Regions from separate parts of the Rattus norvegicus genome. Here region 1 is linked to region 2. Evidence: chromatin contacts called from public Hi-C data. All regions are on one chromosome and are shown on one strand. Each heading gives the region's core, a stretch centred on a gene start, on an enhancer-like site or on the middle of the called end of the contact. The rest is flanking DNA. Distances are from core to core; before and after follow the strand shown.

Region 1 (4,666 bases), core at 286-2,785, 140 kb before region 2:
GACGGCTCATGCCATAGTGTTCAGTGCTTGGTGTCTTTTTCTTCCCTTGTGTGCACCCAGTTGGACTAGTGCCTCAGAGACTGCACCCAGGTAGGTTGCCCTCCGTCTCATCATAACCTAAGCAAAACATGAGCCCAGTCAAAGCAAAAGAGAATGCCCAGAAACATTGCTCTGCTTGTGGGTCAGTTGAATGCAATGACAGAATAAAACTCAACAAGTGCTTGCTTTTACCCTCTATGATTTAGGTGTCCGTGTATTTATAGATTGGGCCATAAGCATGCGTGAGGTGGTTTAAATATGCGACACACTGAGCAAAACCCTAGAGACAAGCGAGTCCTTGGAAGTAAATGAACTTATAAAGTTCAAGGCCACAACTTGAAAACACACATTTCCCGTTGCCTTAATTTGCAAGAGGAATAAAGCTTAATGTCTTCCTCACATACCACTTGCTGCAAAGACGTCTTGACGTGCATCCTGCTGAAAGCCTCTTTGAGTTGAATCGGAAAGAGGCTGGAGCTTGGGCTCTTAGAACCCTCTGCTTAGAGCTGCCATTTAGTTGCAAACCCACGATCAAAGTGAACCCAAGAAAGGATCCAGGGCTTCTGGAATAGAAAGGGGTCATCATTGTGCACACGGGACCAGGTTGTGCAAATTTTTCCACCAAGCTAATGAATTCTCGCAGTCCCCTTTCAGTTTGCTTCTGAGTTTGGAAGGAAGCAGCAGGCAGATTGGGTGGTTTGCCCAAGGCTATAAAATATGCCACTGGTAGGGTTTGGAATGACACCTTGGTTCATCGCTGGCTCACAAACCTTCCCATGTCAGGCTCATCTTTCCTTGGCTCGGTTACAGGGATATTAGGGTTGCTGGGGAGAGGAAAAGGGAAGAGAGAGCAGAAGAGGAGGAAGAGCGGAAGAGGGGAAGGAAGACGAGGGAGAGAAGGAAGAGGAAGAAGAGGGGGAGAGGCAGGGAAGGATATTCTTATCCCACAGATGCCACCGTATCTGAGGTCTGTCTGTCTCCCATGTACTCCGTAGAGGATGAAAGCTGGGAGTTGACTATTCAGCACAGACAGCCCTGGGTCTGGTAGGAGGGCTGCCTGCTGAGTCTCTGAGAAGAGAAACAGATAGACTTCACCTGGAGCAGCATGACCTGGACTCCAGTCAACCATGTCCAAGTCCTGTGTATAGAGAACTTTGATTCTTTTTTTTTTTTAAGATTTATTTATTTATTGTATATGAGTACACTGTTGCTGTCCTCAGACACACCAGAAGAGGGCATCGGATCCCATTACAGATGGCTGTGAGCCACCACGTGGTTGCTGGGAATTGAACTCAGGACGTCTGGAAGAGCGCAGTCAGTGCTCTTAACTGCTGAGCCATCTCTCCAGGCCAAAGAACTTTGATTCTTACTGTCGATGCTCCAGTTCTGGAAGGACGGGCTGCTGAGAATGTTCCAGCATTCATTCTCTAACCCTAGTCTTCCCCAAATGACCTCATTCACAAAGATTGAGCTGACTTTTCTCTCCCACTCTCTCCTGACTCACCAGGCTCACAAGGCAACCCTAGACTTCAGATCCCTTGACCAGCTCTTGCGAAGCCCTCGGGGTCCAACTAGAAGGACCTGAGTCTGGGATGGACAGACAAACAGAAACCGTGCTGTCCTTCGTGTCTCTGCACATCACTGCTGTGTGGAATTTCCCGTGTGAGCACAGCCTCGGGGATGGCCTGTCCCTGCACCTGTGCCAACCCTCTGAGGTTAAAAGCCTGTGAATAGCCTAGAGCTTCTCATGCCCCAGACCTGACTAACTTGGCGGAGGTTAGGCTCTGTCATGGATTCTCCCACACCCTGCCATTTAGCTTCCTTCTCCTCCCACAACAACAATGGTGGCAAATGGTTAACGGTGGCAAATGGATTGCTCGCTCCCATGTGACAAGGTCAGTGCAGAGCTAGATGCTCACCACAGGGCAGACACTGCAGGAGAAACCCCTAGGACAGCAGGATGAGTGGCCCACAGTCCTTACCTAGGACCTGCTTATCAGACACTGGGGCCACGGCCTCTGACCCCCCAATGGACGTCCTATGTGTGATGCTCCCCTGTGTCGAGCACCAAAGGCCATTGTCTGGTGTTTAACACTTTAGAGTTCCCAGTTCTGACATCATCACCTGCTCTAACTTTCACCCAGGCAAGAGAAGAGTCCACAGTCTTTAGGGACATGCCTAACCGGCCCATGAAGTATCCCCTATACTCTATGTTCCAGAGCTCTGTAGCTCTAGGATTCCTGTCTGAATAGCTCCGGTCTGATTTCCAAGACCTGGAACTTTGTCCAGACTCATTTATGAGAGGTAGCCAAGGGGTATAGTGTGTCAAAGAGGCGATAGGGGCTGGAGGCCACACACAAGTAGGCTGGGGTCACCAGACATACGTGGTTAGACCCTCCATGTCCACTCTTCCCCAGCCTCAGTGGAGGCCAGGGCTGAGAATCACTAATGTTCTCATCTTAAGGAACGACTGGTTCCCTCTGCTAGATCAGTGCCCCACTCTGCATGGGTCCAAGGCTAGATCAGCACCCCACTCTGCATGTGTCCAAGGCTAGATCAGCGCCCCACTCTGCATGGGTCCAAGGCTAGATCAGCGCCCCACTTTACAGGGGCCCAGTGATCAGCTTTATGCTAATCCTGAAATTTTTTTCTGCTGAACTCTAGAAAACTTGCTTTCTGTTGCCAATTAGAAATGCCATCTCAAGCCACTACCTAAAGACTATACATGGACTGACCCTGGACTCTGACCCCATATGTAGCAATGAATATCCTAGTAAGAGCACCAGTGGAAGGGGAAGCCCTGGGTCCTGCTAAGACTGAACCCCCAGTGAACTAGTCTATGGGGGGAGGGCGGCAATGGGGGGAGGGTTGGGAGGGGAACACCCATAAGGAAGGGGAGGGGGGAGGGGGATGTTTGCCCGGAAACCGGGAAAGGGAATAACATTCGAAATGTATATAAGAAATACTCAAGTTAATAAAAAAAAAAAAAAGAAATGCCATCTCTCTAATTCAATCCTTTCTCTAAAAGGATCAAAGGAGCTGAAGGGGCTTGCAACCCCATAAGAACAAGAATACCAACCAACCAGAGCTCCCAGGGACTAAACCACCACCCAAAGACTACACTGGACAGACCCATGGCTCCAGCTGCATATGTAGCAGAGGATGGCCTTGTTGAATACCAATGGGAGGAGTAGCCCTTGGTCCTGCCAAGGCTGGAACCCAGTGTAAGGGGAATGTTGGAGGGGGCAGGAATGGGTGGTAGTTGGGGAGGGAGAACACCCTTATAGAAGAAGGGGAGGGTGATGGGATAGGGGGCTTATGTTTGGGAAACCAGGAAAGGGAATAACATTTGAAATGTAAATAAAAAATACCCAATAAAAAAATACTGAGAATTTCAAAAGAAAAAAGAAAAAAAAAGAAATGAAAACATTCTTATTTTTTTAAAAAAAAAAAAAAGGAAAAAGAAATGTTATCTCAGACTTCACATGATGAAAACTTGCTTTTAACCTTTGCCTTAAACAGCATGTCCCTCTCCTGACCTGGGAGCACCCTTACTTCATGGTGGCCTTTACTCCCCAATGTTGAACACATCAGCAGTATTCTCACATGTTACCTAAGGTATTTTTTCTCTTATATCCTTTCTCAAGACACCACTGTCTCTTCTACCTCCACCACTGGTCTGCAATCTACTTCCCCCTAGTGATGTCAGGTGGGCCATGCCTTTCCCCCGTGTGACAGTGGGACCCGGCTTCTCACAGCCCATGGATGTGGCTCCTGTCTCCCTTTCCTACCTCACCCTACACTGCTTTGGAATTATCTCAGCAGGCCGCCACTCCACTCCTATTTCCAAGGGCACAGGAGGCTTCTCCACCCTTTGCGTGGCCAGCATTTCTGATCGTGAGGTTTCTTATCAGTTGTCACCAGCCCTGGGGCCTCCTCAGCCACTTACCAAGCACAGGTCCTCATCCTGGCTATGCCCCAACCCCCAGCTGTCTCTTCATCCCTGAATGATGCCTCCTGTATTCAGAAATTATTTAAAAGATACAGTTTGGAAAATGTCTGTCATTCTGGACGTAAATGCTTTTAAGACAATGGCATATGTGTCTGGCCCATACCCCTCTCTCTCCTGTGCCTAGGTTAGCACAATCCACATGGTAGGTAGGGATGGAAACACGCTATGATATTATAGACATCAGTGAAGGAAGGTGGGTATGACAGACAGCTAATTAAAAGTGACATCTCCCTTGTCATTGGAGGACACAGGCTCAGCCATTTTTCCATACTCCAAAGAGTAAACTTGGTGTTAACCGTTTCCTCTTTCCTGATCATCCACATTGCCTTTCAGAGCCCACGTGTGCCCTCCCAGGCCCCAGATACTGGGAGAAATGCATTTCCACCTCGAGAATGACAGTTTCCAGCTCTGTCCTCTGGGCACAGACCCATCCTCAGAGTCCTGTGGGTTTGTCTGGGCACAGAAACGACAAGACCTTCACTGTTCCTGGTGGCTTTTGTCGCTCTGTTTTCTTGCGCGCTTGGTGGCTTGCTCCTAACTCACAGCCAATCACCGCACTGCCAGATGGTGCGGAAGATTTACCGGAATTTCGTTTTCAAATAAACCACAGGCTTG
Region 2 (4,736 bases), core at 377-2,876:
TTCAGAAATCCAGACGACAGAGGGGGTGTTATTGCTGCTATTCTGTTTTAATTCACCTTAGCCACCGGCGCAGCTATCTAACCTGGTCAGTTAAGAACTAGAGGAAGCCGGGAGCTTTACTGCATGGATAAGCCCTTGGGAGCTCTCCCTTGCCTCAGAATCAGAAAGCTCAACCACTTAGAGGCAAGAGATGGGGGTTAGGGCTTAAGATAAATGTCCAAATCTGCATTTAAAAATCACTTTCACTATTATCATTAATTAGTTGCCTGCTGTAAAACAAGCCGTGTCGTCCTACTCGAGGAACCCTGGAGGGTGCTAGAAAGGAACTGATCCCAGTAGCTCCGCCCAGGACTCGGGCTCCACTGCCGCGCGGCTAGGCCAGGAGGAGGCTCCGCAGCACGTGACCCGCTCCAGCCGCCCTGGCCCGCGACCCAGATCCGTCCCCGGAACCCAAGCGCGGCTGCCCTGCCCCTGATGCGCGTGCATTTGGGGCCCAGGTTCCTTCTGTGTTCACGTGCCACGGGCAATCGCGAATGTCCGAGAGGAAACGTTGATTATCAATTCAGTGTTAGGAGAAACCCGGAGTCTCCCGCCCCCACCCCCATTCCCCGATGGAATTCAGATTCGTATTTATCCAGAGTTGCGGGGACACTGGGCACCTGGGGACGGCTGTCCCCGGCCGTGTGGACCGAGCTCCCGAGGACACGGGGCGCGCGCACGGCATCCCTGCGCGCTGATGTGGCAGCCGCTGCAGGTCGCATCACGTTGCCGGCCCTGTGCTGGTACCCGCTGGAGACAGGATTAAGGAGGGAGGCCGCGGAGGTGCCAGTAGTAAACGTGGGCTCGCCACACTCTCGGCGTGGCTTATCGCACGAAGGAGGCGGGAGGCAGCACGGCGTCTCGCGGGCTGGGGCGGGCAGGACCCGACTGCGTGGCTTTCCCGCAGCAGTCCTTGTGTGCCTCCCGCTCCGTGCCACCCTTCCCCCTCCCTGCTTTCCCCCGGGAGCACCCGAGGCACCAAACGTCATCTGCCTCTGTGATTAGTGGCACCGCAATTCCGGCTGCTGCGGGAAGTTTAGGTGGCCCGGGGACACTGTTGCCAAAACCACTTGGAATGCGACATTCAGAATCAGTGTCTATCTACATTTTCACTGTTCTTAAATCCGGGGAGCGAATTGCAAGTCACCCCTTTTCAGGATAGACCTCCAGCCTGACCTAGAGGGCGTCATTCTATCCGACCCCCCTTCACGCCTGGCCAGTAAGCGATGAGCAAAGGCTCCGAATTTTCCTTCCCCGCTCAAGTTTAGCCACCACGAATTCGCGTTCTTTCTCTGGCCCAAACCAAGAGCAATCGGTGGGAAAGCAAAAGGCCACGTCCACGGTTCTGCACCGAGATGCTGGTCGAGCCGGGGGTGCCCCGCGTCCCGCCCCGCCCCCGCGCTCTGCAGCGCCTAGGGGAAGACGAACCGCTCGCCGGGTGGCCGCTCCCTCCAGGTGGCCCCAATCAGGTGTCCCCGCCCCCTCCCGGCCCCTCCTCCCCGCCCCCCTCTAGGCTGGACCGCGGATGGTACGTTCCGCACGTGAGCTGGGTGCTGGTCTGGCCGGCGACGCGCGTGCCCTGTGGCCAAACACTGCCCGGAGTGAGAGCAAACTACCAGCGCAGTGCGTGTGTGCGCGCGGGTGTGCGCGCGCGGGTGTGCGAGAGGGCGAGCGAGCGAGCACGGGGCGGAGGGGCGGCCAACTGCTTCACACTTTCAATACTGCACTGAAGAGGGAGAGCGAGACAGCCTGGAGACGCACACAACCCCCCAAAATCTCTCCAGACGACCGTCCCACGGATCACAGGACAGAACCCTCCAAATCGAAACGGAGGAAACGGACAGCCATTGAACATGGACGAAGGAATCCCTCATTTGCAAGAGAGACAGTTACTGGAACATAGGGATTTTATAGGGTAAGGTGTACGCACCGTTGCGAATATCTGTCTAGGCGTCGGTTTGGCTTTTTCCCCCCTGCACAAAGTGATATGGAGCGGGTGAGGGCAGAGCCCCTCCCGGAATGGGAGCCTGATGCTGATTTCTGTTTTTGCAGACTGGACTATTCCTCTTTGTATATGTGTAAACCCAAAAGGAGCTTGAAGCGAGACGACACCAAGGTAAGTCCTAAGTTTCCCATAACCTGCCTGGATAGTTAATTAGGGCCATTGATTTCGCAAGGAAACTCTGCCCGCAAATATATTCCAGCCCTGAGCTTTCCTAACTGTGAATTTTAAGTGGCTTGCTTGATACTCCGGGGGATATTCAACACCGCACCTGAATTTAAATTGCATTTTAGAAGTCTAGAGGAGAGAGTTCTGGGCATTAGTTCATTACATAGTGTGTTTGGGGGTTGGGGTGGGAGGGTTCTATCCAGTAAGTGAATGAATCTTACTGCTGTGTCTTTTCTCTGGCACGTTATGAAGGATACCTACAAATTACCGCACAGATTAATAGAAAAGAAGAGACGAGACCGAATTAATGAATGTATTGCTCAGCTGAAAGACTTACTGCCTGAACATCTGAAATTGACAGTAAGATGCACATTTTCATTCTTTGGTGGTCTCCGGGGTGTATTTGCCTGATATAACTCCCAGAGATAGGATAAAATATATATATATATATAAATATTAAGAAGCCTGCCTTTTAACTTGTGCTGTAACTAAGAGTTTCCCAGGGACTCAGAACAGGGGCTCCAGGCTGATGGCAGAAATCATTGATGACCTGTCTGTGAGGAGCTGAGCAGAGCTTCCTTCCCAGTAGTGTGTGTGTGTGTGTGTGTGTGTGTGTGTGTGTGTGTGCGCGCGCGCGCGCGCGCGCGCCTAAGTTGCTGGGCTGCGTGGAAGGCTAATCAAATAAAATTGCGTGTTTTAAACTAACCCCTGTCTCCCCCTCTTTGTTGCACCACTGCAGACACTGGGGCATCTGGAGAAAGCAGTAGTCTTGGAATTAACTTTGAAGCACTTAAAAGCTTTAACAGCCTTAACGGAGCAGCAGCATCAGAAGATAATTGCTTTACAGAATGGTAAGTGGGTCTGAGGAAGCCAGCTTGCCCTGATACGAAACGGGGTAACACTGGAGGCGCAATGCTAGGACTCCCCGCTGCGTCCTGCTTCTGGTGAACATCGCCTCTTTCCCTTTGGTGGCAAGTACCCAGAGCATCCCAAAGGCTTTCTGCAGAGCTTGGAGGAGCCCCGTTTTTATTTAAAGTGGCGGCTGCACCTCTCCAGTTGGGTTTTTCAGCCAGGAGGAGAGCGCCTCACCGCGCCACCCCCTCCTCTCGGCAGTCTGCGGATTATATCGCTGGAATGCCCAGGAAAAGCCGAGCTCACTGTAGGCAGCGCAGGGCCCACGTGATGAGCAGATGTCTTAACGCCGCGGTTTTTCTTCTCGCCTCCCTCCCCCGTGCACCCTAGGGGAGCGCTCTCTGAAATCGCCGGTCCAGGCCGACTTGGATGCGTTCCACTCGGGGTTTCAAACCTGCGCCAAAGAAGTCTTGCAATACCTCGCGCGCTTTGAGAGCTGGACGCCCAGGGAACCGCGCTGCGCACAGCTCGTCAGCCACCTGCACGCTGTGGCTACCCAGCTTCTGACGCCACAGGTGACCCCAGGCAGGGGCCCTGGGCGCGCGCCCTGCAGCGCTGGGGCTGCAGCCGCCTCCGGTTCCGAGCGCGTCGCCCGCTGCGTGCCGGTCATCCAGCGGACTCAGCCCGGCACGGAGCCCGAGCACGACACGGACACCGACAGCGGCTATGGAGGCGAGGCGGAGCAGGGCCGCGCCGCCGTCAAGCAGGAGCCACCCGGGGACCCGTCGCCTGCGCCCAAGAGGCTGAAGCTGGAGGCGCGCGGCGCGCTCCTGGGCCCGGAGCCCGCGCTGCTCGGCTCTCTCGTGGCGTTGGGCGGGGGTGCGCCCTTCGCGCAGCCCGCCGCCGCGCCCTTCTGCCTGCCCTTCTACCTGCTGTCGCCGTCCGCCGCCGCCTACGTACAGCCCTGGCTAGACAAGAGTGGCCTGGACAAGTATCTGTACCCCGCGGCGGCCGCGCCCTTCCCGCTGCTGTATCCCGGCATCCCCGCAGCAGCCGCCGCTGCCGCCGCCGCCGCTTTCCCTTGCTTGTCGTCCGTGCTATCGCCACCCCCGGAGAAGGCAGGTTCGGCCGCTGGTGCCCCATTCCTGGCGCACGAGGTGGCGCCCCCGGGGTCGCTGCGCCCCCAGCACGCGCATAGCCGCACCCACCTGCCGCACGCCGTGAACCCAGAGAGCTCTCAGGAAGATGCCACGCAGCCGGCCAAGGACGCCCCCTGAACCCAGCATTCCTTCCAGAACAGGGCAGGGGGCTCCTGAGGAGTCGCCAGGTTTCCAAGTTCAAACATCCCCTAAGGCGTACCAGGGAGGAAGAGTAAGAGATGCTCTGCTCGACAGGCTTAGGACAAAAACAGGTGTTTTGTGTATGTTTGGAGTTCCTGTTTTGCCCCTTTCTCACCCTTCTGCCACCCCACCCTCTACCCTTTGACACTCCCTTCCCCATCCCTGCTGTCACAGAGCCTCCCTGAGAAATACTGGTTATCTTAAATTACCCTCCCTTACATTTAGTTCACGTCCTCTGTTTCCAAACATAGACCCTGGTTCAGGAGTCTGTTGGGTGGGAGAGCCACACGGAACCAGTTAGAGTGCCTGGTATCAGGGCTCCTTGACCCAGGCCT

Evidence for each region. A called contact is a pair of places that touch in the nucleus more often than the background predicts.
Region 1: a contact with region 2 is called in a Hi-C map of mammary epithelial cells, with 1.7 times the contacts expected there. The contact joins the enhancer-like site here to the promoter of Bhlhe41 in region 2. A contact is called at or near these places in 2 of 12 Hi-C or Micro-C datasets (mammary epithelial cells and psoas muscle).

What each region holds. Positions count from the first base shown.
Region 1 is chr4:180,704,505-180,709,170 of GRCr8, reverse strand. No RefSeq gene overlaps it. Among named protein-coding and RNA genes, the nearest start is that of Sspn, 79 kb to the right of the region's middle. Within about 2 kb of position 1,535, at least 8 of the 93 cell types and tissues checked have an H3K27ac peak or open chromatin away from gene starts, as enhancers often do.
Region 2 is chr4:180,566,245-180,570,980 of GRCr8, reverse strand. Bhlhe41 (basic helix-loop-helix family, member e41) reads left to right here and starts at 1,626. Exons shown (of 5, transcript NM_133303.2): 1 at 1,626-1,954; 2 at 2,092-2,155; 3 at 2,462-2,569; 4 at 2,949-3,060; 5 at 3,452-4,736. The coding sequence starts at 1,893. The coding sequence ends at 4,338.